Regions from separate parts of the Mus musculus genome. Here region 2 is linked to region 1. A link is a contact called in public promoter capture Hi-C data. All regions are on one chromosome and are shown on one strand. Each heading gives the region's core, a stretch centred on a gene start, on an enhancer-like site or on the middle of the called end of the contact. The rest is flanking DNA. Distances are from core to core; before and after follow the strand shown.

The links. Promoter capture Hi-C pulls out the DNA fragments that hold promoters and counts their contacts.
Region 2: a contact with region 1 is called in a promoter capture Hi-C map of the C10 cell line. The contact joins the enhancer-like site here to the promoter of Ccdc92b in region 1. A contact is called at or near these places in 11 of 39 promoter capture datasets (the C10 cell line, the HPC-7 cell line, cranial neural crest and 6 more), 1 of 484 Hi-C or Micro-C datasets (CD4 T cells), 4 of 115 datasets of contacts at active chromatin or transcription factors (embryonic stem cells and fetal liver) and 4 of 9 other capture datasets (adipose tissue, embryonic stem cells, liver and 1 more).

The regions. Positions count from the first base shown.
Region 1 is chr11:74,617,136-74,623,240 of GRCm38.p6, reverse strand. It overlaps Ccdc92b (coiled-coil domain containing 92B), which reads right to left and starts at 3,636. Exons shown (of 4, transcript NM_001013784.1): 1 at 3,395-3,636. The coding sequence starts at 3,479. Gm50590 (a long non-coding RNA gene) reads left to right here and starts at 2,382. Exons shown (of 3, transcript XR_001780261.2): 1 at 2,382-2,712; 2 at 2,833-2,975; 3 at 5,728-6,105.
Region 2 is chr11:74,857,958-74,864,318 of GRCm38.p6, reverse strand. It overlaps Sgsm2 (small G protein signaling modulator 2), which reads left to right. Exons shown (of 23, transcript NM_197943.3): 12 at 4,420-4,573; 13 at 5,394-5,458; 14 at 5,545-5,690; 15 at 6,140-6,268. Among named protein-coding and RNA genes, the nearest start is that of Mir6926, 7.1 kb to the left of the region's middle. Within about 2 kb of position 1,263, at least 28 of the 459 cell types and tissues checked have an H3K27ac peak or open chromatin away from gene starts, as enhancers often do.

The DNA of each region.
Region 1 (6,105 bases), core at 2,387-4,886:
TTCCACGAGCTGACCTCTGACCTTCCCAGGCATGTCATTGCATGTCATGTTTGCACTCCCACTTACCCCCTGCACGCAGAATAAATACAACAAGATGTAAAAAGTCACTGAGGTCGGCGATTGCACACAACTTTAATCCCAGCACTCAGGAGGCAGAGGCAGGTAGATCTGAGTTCAAGGTCAGCCAGGTCTACAGATAGAGTTCTGGGGCAGCCTGGGCAACAGAAAAAACACGTCTCAATAAAACAAAACAAAACAAAGCCCAAACCAAACCAAACTAAAATCAAAACCAAACCAAACAAACACCCCAAAACAAAAACAAAACCCGCAAAAAAACAAAAAACAACCAACCAACCAACCAAACAGAAAAAAATCACCAAGAGTAAAATGGATGTGATACAAGGTGCAAACTTTATAGTTAATTCCAAACACTGTTGACACATATCTCTTGGGTCTGAAAGGTACAGATATCTCTTCCCTTTGGGAAAGCTGGCAGAAAAGGCCTCAGCCATCAGCAAAGCAACTGGCACAGGAACCTTCTGATGCTGGCACAATTCTGATTTAAATTAAAAAAAAAATTACATGTATGTATGTATGTGTCAAGCTCATGCACGCCACAGCATACAAAAGGAGATATCAGAGGACAACTGAGGGGATCCATTCATACTGTCTACTACATGAGTCCTAGAGATGGAATTCAGACCATCAGGCTGGGCAGAAAGTGCCCTTACCTGCTAAGCCATCTTACTGGTCCCAACCATTCTGTCTCTCTGAGGCCCTGCCTCCTGCTCGTGGTGAGTAAGTCAGCTCCTGCTAGTCTCTGGGTTTCCGGTTCCCTTCCCATTTGCCCATAACTGTCATGGAGCATAGCGAACTCAATGTCTCTCCTCCTCAGTTCTTACAGTTATTTGGGTTCAATTTACCACAGGAAGCGCAGAATCTTACCACCCTAGACTTGAGTCATTTCTGCCAATGATTTTCAACTTTTGCTCTACAGAGCTCTAGAATTCAGCATCGAAAAGGGAGGGGTCCAGAAGCCAGAGGGTAGGGATAGTGGCTCTGTTCTCTCTCTGTTTTTCTTCCCTCGAGACAGGGTTTATCTATATAGACCAGGCTGACCTCTAACTCACAGAGATCTGCTTATCTCTGTTTCCTGAGCGCTGCCATTAAAAGCCTGTTTGTATGTGACAACACAGCTGGCTTCACTTTTAGTGATCTTTTATTTTGAAAAAAAAAATGTACTGCACATATTCTCATAGGTGTACTCTGTGTGTGTGGGTGGGTGGGGGCACAGGTCCCCTCATGCTACTGTGAACATGGAGAGGTGAAAGGACAATTTTGGGGGGTTAGTTATCTCATGCCATTTTGGGATCTGGGATTAAACTCAGACTGTCTTCTGAATTATATGCTGAGCTAGCTCTCTAGTTCCCTTTAGTGGTCCTTACTATGATAAACTTTTAAGTAAGAAAAGATGCCCGCTAAGTAAAAGTCTGAAACTATTTTTATTAACTACTTACGTATAGCTGTTATTGTTGTTAAAATGGCCTCACTCTGTAGTCCACGATGGACAAGAACCTGCTATATAACCCAGGCTGGCCTCCAACTCATAGCAATCTTCCTGCCTCAGCATCCTTAACGCTGAGACTGCAGGCATATGCCAACCATACCCCAGTGAATTTTCAATTTCCCTGAGATGTTTACACTTCTCCTTAGCCCCTCCACCTTTCAGCTTGTTCCTTGCTCCCCAGTTCTTTTCTGCCCCATCCTTCCTTCAAGCCAGCGTAGCATGTGGGAGAGGATCAGCCTGGCCCCTGGGAGCCTCCTGCTCTCGTATCCCACGGAGTTTCCATGTGCCCCGTCTTATGCCTTGACTGATGTCTTGTCCCAGTTTCAATTTCACTCTGACTGCTTCTTTTCCTCTTTGGAGCCAAAAACATCTGTCCGGTCAACGAATATCTCTATACCATTCTTGATGTTCTTTAAGAATGCATATCTCCTTGGCTCCTTGTTTCTAGGTAAATGCTAATTTTTTTGTTGTTTCCTAAAGCCAAAGTAGATCTATGAGCTGGGAGAGGCTGAGTTATGGATGAGTGGATAAACGAATCTATATGTTCTTTATTTTTCTTAGTCATTATTCCTCTTCATCATCTGACTCAGAAGCCCATGGCAAGAGGAGCACAGATCTCAGAAGCCTTCCTAGGTCCAGGCCTGAAGACCCAGGCACAAATGCTAGCACACACTAACTCTCAGTACCGTCCTCAGCTCCATACACACTAACTCATCTGTACACTGATGGTCCTACTAGTACATCCACTCCAGAGATGAAGAAACAGGACCCCAGAGAGGTAAAGCCCTTTGCCGGACATGCACAACTGTGCTGACACCTAGGAGACACTTTGAGGCACTCACCCTGTAACACATAGCTCCTCAGAAGGCAGCCACACTTTACATCTGCTGGCTAAACCTCTTTTTTGTTGTTGTTTTTTGGATTCTACCTCTTGCTCTCCAGATAAACTCTCTCCCTGTACAGCCATGCCCTAGCTTCCTACACTCCACCCAGTTTCTGTCTCCTGAAATCTGACTTCTCCTTTGCATTTTAGAGCCTTCTTGCGGGCAGTTTGGACTCTGGGAATTCCTTGCAAGAAACAAACCACACAGCCAAGAGTGAAGCCGAGAGAATGAATTGAGTCTTACTGGGAATCACCAGGGCAAGTGAGTACACGTATTAAAAAATAATTACTCTGCCACCCCCTCTAAGTCCTTGGCTCTCCTGAGGACGAGTCTGGAACCAAGATCTGGCCTTTGACAAGTGTCTGGGACTCTGTCTGCAAGGTGGGGGCTGGTAGCAGAGACATTCTCTAAGGACCTGTGATCCTCCGCACTACAGAGTCCCTCCTCCCAGACACCCCTCAACTCTGGCTCCCCGCTCCACTGAAGATCCCACAACCCCAACCTCAGCATTGCTGAGGATTCAGGTACATGGGAGTGGGGTGTCGGGAAAAACTTGACCCACCTTTCAATCTTGATGCTCTGTAGTTTATGCCTCGAATTTGACACCCAGAACTAGGGGGTCTGCAGGGTGGGGGGCAGGGTTGAGGGTTATGGATACCACAGGGTATAGGGAAGAGAGGAACCAGCCAGGATACGAAGAGCAGGCAGAACGGTGCGAGTGGTGGTCTGGACTGCTTTGGACCCCCTGCCAATGCCGGGAAGGGCTCGGGTCTGGCGGCGGAGGACAACTTCTGCCAGCAGCCCGCGTCCTGCCCGCCTCTCGCGCGCTGCGGTGCCAGACCCCGCGCAGCCCTCCAGGCGGAGCCGGAGCTCAGGGGCTCTCTTCATCACCCTGATCACCCAGCCAGCGCCCACCCTCTACACCCACCGCCGGCCTGCTCACCTGCGGACCCGAGAGAGCCGCCGGGCCCGGCCCGGGCCTCGCTGGGTCTCTGGAAGAGCTCTTCTCCCGCGCTAGCTGCGCTCATGGATCCGCAGAGCGCGGCCCGGCTGCGGCGCCATCAACTGCTGCGAGGCTGTGGGGTGCGGACTCCAGGGCTCTGGGGGGCTCCGGGGCGCAGAGGTGGGGGGCCTAGGGCAGGCTTCGGGCGTAAACACCCAGCAACGTGACCGGAACTGGCGAACGAGCTGGAGGGGGCGGGGGGTGGGAGAGATAAGGGGGAAGGGAGGGACCTGGGGCGCTCGGGGAGGGGCCGTGGGCGGGGCGGGGGGAGGGGAGGCTGGGGCGGGGGAGGGGAACCCTGGGACCTCGGGGAGCCCCAGGATCCGGGCCTTCGCACCCCGCGAGCAGCAGAATCCTCGGATCCGGCCCTGGCTGGGAGCTGAGGAGGGAGCCCGAGACACCACAGACGACTAGGCGAGCAGGGACGCGGCGACCGATCAGCACCGCGGACAGCGCCCAGGCCCACAGGCCAGGATCCGCTCCGCCTCTCTAAGTGAGGCAGCGCCCGCTGCCTGCTGGGGTACCCACGAGCTGGGGTATTCGAGAGCTGCTGGATAGTCTGAAAATGTGTTCCTGGTAGAGGCAGCAGCAAAGCTGTGCCAGATGTCTCACTAGTTTTGTGACCTTGGGTGAATCACCTCACCTCTTATATGATGGTACCCAGAATCAAGAAAAGATCTTTTATAAATTCCAAAGTCCGTAAAAAGTATAAGGCGCATAAGGCACTATTGGTGTTGAGCCGGGTCTCTTCCTCCTCCTCCTCCTCCTCCTCCTCCTCCTCCTCCTCCTCCTCCTCCTCCTCCTCCTCCTCCTCCTTCTCCTCCTCCTCTTCCTTCTTCTCCTCCTCCTCCTTTTCCTTTCTTCTGTAAACAGATTTCTAGAGTTACTCTGCTCATCTTAGAGTTCTGGCACCATCAGCATCTTTCTCTTCTCTGGAGAGATGGTGGTGTATGGAGTGCACCATTGGGTTGTTGTGAGAATTAAATGAGTTAATACCTGTACAGTGCTCACTATAGTGTGGGGGCTCACTAGACACCTGTACACATGATGGTTGATGACAGGGGTTCAGGAGGCTCGGAGTTCCCAAAGGCAACACATTTCCAATCCTACCTTATCATGCTGAAGGGAGAGGTGGTCTTTAAGGACTCAGACCTAAAGTTTGGTCTGGAATACCTCACTCCATTACAAGCCAAATATTTACTTTCTTGTTGAGCCAAATTTCTACAAGGCCTTAATTTTGCTTTTAAACAAGGCGTTACTATGTGTGTAGCTAGCCGGGCGTGGTGGCGCACGCCTTTAATCCCAGCACTCGGGAGGCAGAGGCAGGCGGATTTCTGAGTTCAAGGCCAGCCTGGTCTACAGAGTGAGTTCCAGGACAGCCAGGGCTATACAGAGAAACCCTGTCTCGAAAAACCAAAAAAAACAAACAAACAAAAAAAAAACTATGTGTGTAGCTCTTGCTGGCCTGGAACTCTATTGCTTCATAGACCAGGCTGGCCTTGAATTCACAGAGATCCTCATGCCTGTTTCCTGAGTTCTGAGTATAAGGGTGTGCATTACCATCTCAAGATTATTTTCTCTTCTTCCTTCCTCTTCCTCTTCTTCTTTTAAATAAGGTGTCACTTAGTCCTAACTGGCCTTGAACTCATTTTGTAGCCTGGGCTGACCTTAAGCTCCAGATCCTCCTGTTTTAGCCTCCTGAGTGCTGGCATTACATGCATACACCACCACACTCAGCTCTCTTGTAAATCTCTTAGGCTTAAGTGGACTTGGGTGTCAATGAATAAAAACTTTAGCTTCTCATGGCAGAATTGAAAGTCTTAGCTGTTTTGACTGGCACTTTGTATTTAATAGGTGCTTGTGTTTTGTTCGAACCTCACATGATCTGTAGTTTGTAGCTCTGCTCTAGGCTGGTTTTCAGCATGCGTAAGTAATTTCTGGTTGGGAAGGCCAGTGGGTCCTGTTCTCAATTCCTTCCTGCCCTTACAGGACAGCATTCCTAAGCTGTGAGGGTCTCCTGTGGGGATACAGATTATGATAAACTAACTAATGCACTCAATTGTATGAGGTATCAGAACTTTAAAAAATGTTTTCCGTCTCCAAAAGACATGGTATGAAAGAATCTGAAACTCTGATATTAGCTATACTACCTCTAGCAGCTGAATAATTCTAGAAAATTCTAGAAAACTCTTAGCTTCTCTGAGCTCCCCCTTCTTCTCTTCCTTTTCCTCCTGTTCTTTTTGCTTGTTCATTTTGTTTTGTTTTTGAGACAGAGTCTGACCCAGAAGCTAAATTGTTCTTGAACTTGTGGTAATCTCGACTCAACTCTGGATTGCTGGAATTATAGGCATAAGCCACTGTACCCCCGAACCCTTAGAATCACACTTCTTCAATAAGCTGGGAAGGACAACATCTATCAACAGGATTCTCAAGCCAGGCGGTGGTGGCGTACACCTTTAATCCCAGCACTTGGGAGCCAGAGGCAGGTGAATTTCTGAGTTCGAGGCCAGCCTGGTCTACAGAGTGAGTTCCAGGATAGCCAGGGCTACACAGAGAAACCCTGTCTCCAAAATAAAAAACAAAACAAAACAACCCCCCCCCCCAATCTCAAAAAGTATCTCAAGGGATGGCTGGAGAAATGTCTCAGTGGT
Region 2 (6,361 bases), core at 14-2,513, 240 kb before region 1:
GCTTGGAGGACCCGTGCTTGGGGGACTCTGTTCCTCTCAGATGGACCAGATAAGAGACAGCTACAGCCAAAACGCTGTAGACTGGCATTTCACTTCAGGCTTGGCTTGGCTTCCCTTCTTCAGTCTGTGACACATTCCATTCTGTTCACATCACTGTGACGACCTCTTACCTTCCTAGAGGGCGAGCCAGGCATCAAGACCTGAAACTGAGCTAAGTGACTCCTGCTTTTCCAAGTGGTTCTGAGAGGACCCTGAAAGAAGAAGGTTGAATTTATACACTTAAAATGAGGGCTTGGGGTCATCTCTAGGTTAAATGCAGCCCAACTGTGATAGCAGCTAAATAAAAATTTAGATCCATTTTAGATCCATCTGGCCAGTCCCAACTAACCTTAGTTAGAGTTGGTCTCCTAGATACACACACACACACACACACACACACACACACACACCTTCCACCCTCTCCTAATAACTACAGAAGGTTCTTAGCCCCCTACCCTGTTCCCACTATACCTTGCAGGTTCAAGGTGATCTCAGTCTCCAGCCATCCACCTCCAGGAGGGCAGTCTCCTGCTCAGGGACTAGGGCCCTCATGCCTCTGCCTCTCTCGCTATTCTCTTTGAGCAGTCACTATTAACTACCACCACCTAGCGGCCAGCCGAGCGGCCTCGGTGGACGATGATGAGGAAGAGGAGGATAAACTACACGCGATGCTCTCAATGATCTGCTCGCGGAACCTCACAGCTCCCAATCCGATGAAAGGTTTTTATCCCTCCCTGTCCCTGACTCACCTCATCCTCCACCCTAACCCCTCTGGGCTCACTTGCCACCCACTGCAGGGGCTCAAACAGCAGTGTTGGCATTAGGGGACTTATGCGCAGGGCCATTTCCTCTGTCAGAGGCAGATCAGTTGAGGACACAAGGAGCCAAGATCAGTACTGGCAAGAAGAGGGGATGTGCAGAGCAAATGGTTCTGAGTGAGGAAAGGAGGCTCTATGCTGAGAGAGAGAGCCACTGAGGAGGAGGGCTGGCCACCTGATGGCCTCTTGGGGACTGGAATGGCTCTCAGAGCCTCTCCCTGTTCCTGCCAATCATGTTGACAAATGCCAGGTTGTGGTCTCTTTCATTCTGTCTGCTGACAGGAAAGCCAGCCTACAGCCTTGTGCTTCTGACTGTGACTTAAGAAGACAGGGGCAGAGGAGGGACTGGATAGAGTCCCCAGAAGAGGCTGGCTCTAAGGATTGGTCTTCCCATGGGAGGCCTGTAGTATATGGCCTGGTACTTTGGCATGAAGCTAAAAATGCTTACCACAGAGTGTCCAGGAACAGTCTAGGCTCCCAGCAGCAGTGGGAATTCCTGCCCACAGGCCCCTGGCTCACTGTGTGGAGCTGAGCAAGTACTTTAACATCTCCAGACTTGGTTTTCTCACTGGTGCTCAGTGCTGTGCCACTGGTGTTACCCAGGTGACCCATACTCTAGGACCTCAACTTCCACGGTGGCTAGGATCTCCTTCTCTGGAGACAACACAGGACAGTAGTCGCGGCCCCTCAGCATGCCTCTGTGCACTGGATTCTTTTTTTTTTTTTAACATAGAGCTGTTTCAGTGAGAAGGAGCCCTCTTTGGAGAAACATCAACCAGGGAGGGGCTCCAGGAAAGGCTGGACAGAGACGCTGAGGATAGACTAGATCTTAGGTGCTAGAATTTTCCAATCCCCACCATATCTGTGCCACAGAGTTTTAACTGATCTTGCTTTTACAAAGGGAATCTACTACATTATACTCCTTACGGAGATGCTGTTGATGCGGTGTCTCTCCTTACACTTCTGTAGAGTTCTTCTAAAGGCCACAGTGTCCTCAGCGAGTCACTCAGCTTGCAATGACTCCTACTCCTGCCAGCCAGGCCCGTGGCTCAGAACACACCCAGTACCCATCAGGCAGCTCTGCCAGCTGCTCTTGTCCCTGCCACAGTTCTGCCCCTTCCTTTTCAGTTCTGTAGGCCCTGGGATACCCCACTTACTAGGTTGCTGACACACACACTTGCCATCTAGCTGTCTGCACCACAGGCTTGGACAACACTGTTTGCAGGTTAGCTGGCCTTGAGGAATGCGGGAAGGTTGACCTCATCATCCTTCAAACCGGCATCTTGGCAGTAGTGACACCACTGACTGCTGGGGGGAATGGCACACACTCCTGTAATCCCAGCACTTTGGGGGTGGAAGGAAGAGGGTCAGAAGGTCAGGATGAGCCTTAGCTACATAGGGAGCTTGAAGCTAGCCCAGGCTACTTGAGATCTCAGAAGAAAAAAGCAAGCCCACTAGCTAATATTAGGACTGAGGCCTCGAAATCAGACGAATTTCTAGGCCCAGAGGGTCCAGCGGCCTTGGGAGTAGTTTGGATAGCCTTTTGTCGAGTTTGGGAATTAGACCAACCCACTGGGTAGCCCCTGTGACCCCAGCACTTGGGGGAGGGGTAGCAGTATGAGAAGAAAATCTCGAGGGAAGTGGGAAGAAGGGATGGGGTGGAGCCCCCTGTGCACTCCAGTCCATAATGACAACACTGTTGAGTTCTGCAGCCATGGCTTTTTCAGGCCTGCAACATGCTTGACTTGTGCATGTGATTAAGTGGCGGGGTGTCCAGGTCTCTTCCCTCCCCCGCCCCGTTTCCTGCTGTCCCCCCACCCCACCCCCCACAGAGCAGAGATGCTGTTCACTCTAATTCTGCTCCAGGCCAGGCACCTTTCACTCGGAGTCCTAGGAGCTGTGTGGTTCACCCACCTTGATGGTTCACTTTAGACTTTCCTCATGCTCAGAGGAGAGAGTCAGAGTCAAAGCTGACCCAGCAGACCCCTGTCCAGCCTGCTGCCTCACCAGTCACTCACCCAGTCACTTCAGAGCTCCAGCTGTCTACACTGGGCTGTCACAGTGTAGAGAGTGTGCAGTGCTGGCTGGTTCAGCTCCTTCCTGGAGAATTAAGGTGAAGAGCATTCACCCAGGAGATGTGCCTTGGTTGGGCCCAACTTTCTGGGCACTGAGCTTGTTTCCCTCTGTGCCCATCCTCCACCCCCTGCACCTGTTACCATCCCTGCCTGCTGCCTGCTGCCTGCCTGGCTGGGCTGACTCCTCCCCACCCACCTCTGTCCCTACCCTGGCTCCTCCCACACCTGGCCTTCTGCCTGCTGCAGGGGTAGGCTCTAAACCCCCCACCACCTGCACTTACCCTCTCTGTTCCCAGAGTCTTCGGCATGGCTTGCAACCCCTCACTCCCAGAGCCGCAGCCCCCCTACCAAACATATCCCCTTAATTGACCTCCTGGTGGAGCTGAAGGTCCAGATACTGACACAATCCTACCCATGGGTCTGGTGGGACAAGACAGGGCAGCCCTTGAAGGGACTAGAGGGAAATCAGCTCGCCCTCACCACCAAGGCACACCCAGAGCTGGAGTCTGGCTATCTAAAAACACCAGTCCTTGGCCTCCAGACTGTGGGGAGTCAGGGTCTCTTGCTAGATTTACCTAGAAAACCATTAGTGAAGACCTCAGCACACACAGCTCTCCTTGATCTTCACTCTTTCCACACTTCGACCCCGTGATACCACTGAGTCCTTCACTGCCTCCCATCTCTGTGGCTCCCAGCCAGTGTTCACCCTGAACAGTGTTCTGCCCAATGCAGGCCCTAGAAACTCTAAAGAATCTTGACTCAGTTCTAATTTAGATCAGTAGGGATGGTTGAGACAGCTTCATCTACAGAAGTACAGCCATGTCCAAGGGTCTGTCTTCTGATGCTTCACACTGGCATGGTCAGCTATGACCGGTGTATTGGATCATTGGGTCTGCGTGCCCAGACACCGCTCCCACCCTCCAGCCCTGGGAATCTCCCTCCATTCCAGCTCACACAAGAGCTACCGTGCTAAGTATGCAGGCTTCAGGATGTCCGGTTTGGGCAGGAAGCACTGTTGCAGATCTTGGGAAGCCAGAGGCTAGTGAGACATAGCTTGAGGCAGCCTCAAGGATCTTGATCACCAACTGAGGGGCGTCCACACACATTCCTGAGTGTCTCAGGAAGAAGCAGACCAAGAGCCTTTACAGCCCAGGCTACCTGGCAGTGTTTTGGGGAGCAGAGGCCTTTGTTATTCTTTCCTCGTGTATTCTCTGGCACTGATGGAGATGGGTGACGAATCGCCCACAACTCAGTACACGTATCCTACCACAGAAAAGGCTGCCATCTTCTCCAGGCTCAGGGGAAGCTGGGCAGTGTTAGGCACCCTCCCACTCTCCATCTCTGGGTTCTCAACCAGGCAGGCACCACCTTAGTAATTTCCACCAATGTGATTTCGTCTGCAGCTCTGGGCAGAGATGGGCACGCTGCAGGGCACCTGGGGGAGAGAGCCTACGTGGGCATTGACCTTGGCTCCTTCCTACCCTCAGATGCTGGCGACATGATTGAGATGCAGGGTTTCGGACCCAGCCTAACAGCCTGGCACCTAGAGCCCCTGTGTAGCCAGGGCTCCTCCTGCCTTTCCTGTTCCTCCAGTAGCTCCCCATATGCAACCCCCAGTCACTGCAGCTGCATTCCTGACAGGTGAGTGGGGAGGACAGAAGAGCCTGCTGTTGCTGCATCGATCCATGTGTGAACCTTCTGTCCTTACATCCTGTGCCACTGGCATGGCAGGAAGCCCTCTTTAAGTTGGACAGATCGAGATTCAAATTTCATTTATGCTACCTACATTATCTCAGCTTCAGTCTTTCCTTTTTGTTTTGAGACAGGGTCTCACCATGTAGCTCTGGCTGGCCTAGAACTCTCTATGTAGACCAGGCTGGCCTCCAACTCACAGACATCTGCCTGCCTCTGCCTCCCAAGTGCTGGGATTAAAGGCCTAGCACTTCTGTGTTTTCAAACCTCACTTTTCTCCCCTGCAAAATGGGGCGACACCACCTCCTTCCTTAAGGCAGGTGAGGACCATGTGAATGCCCAGGTTTGTGCTTCCACATTGTAGATAACAGCACTCTGCTTACATTCCCATTACAGATGCAGTCCCACTGTCAGGCTGTGTGTCTGAGAACACTTAGCACTACCATATATGGAGGCAACATGGGAATAGTTTGGGCTCATTGACTGAATTCTCCTTCACCTGTCACTTCATTTTTGGCCTGCCATTTCTGGTGATCCTAAAATGTCTCAATTTCTACATAAAGAAATCAAGGTTCACTGTAGCACAGTTAAAGCTGGGCCCCCAACAGCAGCATCAAGGATAACTAGTAGGGTGGGGGCCACAATTGTATGCATCCCCTCTCCACACAGCCCCCAGCATCTTACCTGCCTCTCCACCCTGAAGCTACAATGTCAGCCCTTCTTGCCAGCGGGCTGCAATCCCCGCCTCTGAGCTCGGATGTTTCCACAGGTTGCCCCTCCGGCTGCTGTGTGAGAGCATGAAGAGGCAGATTGTGTCCCGGGCCTTCTACGGCTGTGAGTATGTGGTGAGGTGGGGCGGGCTCTGAGGGGCTGGGGGTGGGGAAACACCTCAGTCACAGCTGCTTCCTGATCCACTGTAGGGCTAGCCTACTGTCGCCACCTGTCCACAGTGAGGACACACCTGTCTGCATTGGTGCATCACAACATCATTCCACCAGACAGGCCCCCGGGGGCCTCAGGTGGCCTCACCAAGGATGTGTGGAGCAAGTATCAGAAGGACGAAAAGGTGCAAACTGGGCCTCCCAAGGCAAAGGCCATAAGTGGGGACTTGGGAGGCAACAGTTCTATGTAGCTGCCTGCTCTAAACTGTTCATTTGGGGTGCAACAATGTAGGGAGTTGAGTAGACAAACTAGACTGATGCCAGGGGGTGACCCGCATCATAGATCTGCATGGGAAGGAAGGGGTCTGGGCCTGGAATCCAGTCTACTTCCATATTGATCTGAGAACTGACAGATGCTTGCCTGTTAGAGCTCTGTTCCCTGCATGACAAGATATGACAAGATCTCTTGAAGCTATAACCAGGGAACAGGAGACTATGGCTGCCCCAAGCAGGGTATGCCTAGGCTCAGTACAGCCACTAAAGCCCAGGCTTAGCTCTCCCTGGGATGTGGCCTGGCTACTGGGCTGCCACAGTAACCGGAGGCTGCATGGCCTTTACCCTCTGGGCCACTCAGAACTACAAGGAGCTGGAGCTGCTGCGGCAGGTGTACTATGGAGGCGTGGAACACGAGATTCGCAAGGACGTCTGGCCCTTCCTACTTGGCCACTACAAGTTTGGCATGAGCAAGAAGGAGATGGAGCAGGTAAGGGAGCCTGCTCCTACAGAGCCAAGGAAATGGCAGCTGGATAAGTGACCCTGGGCAGGGGGAGGGGCTGGAAGCCTTAGCCCCTCCCAG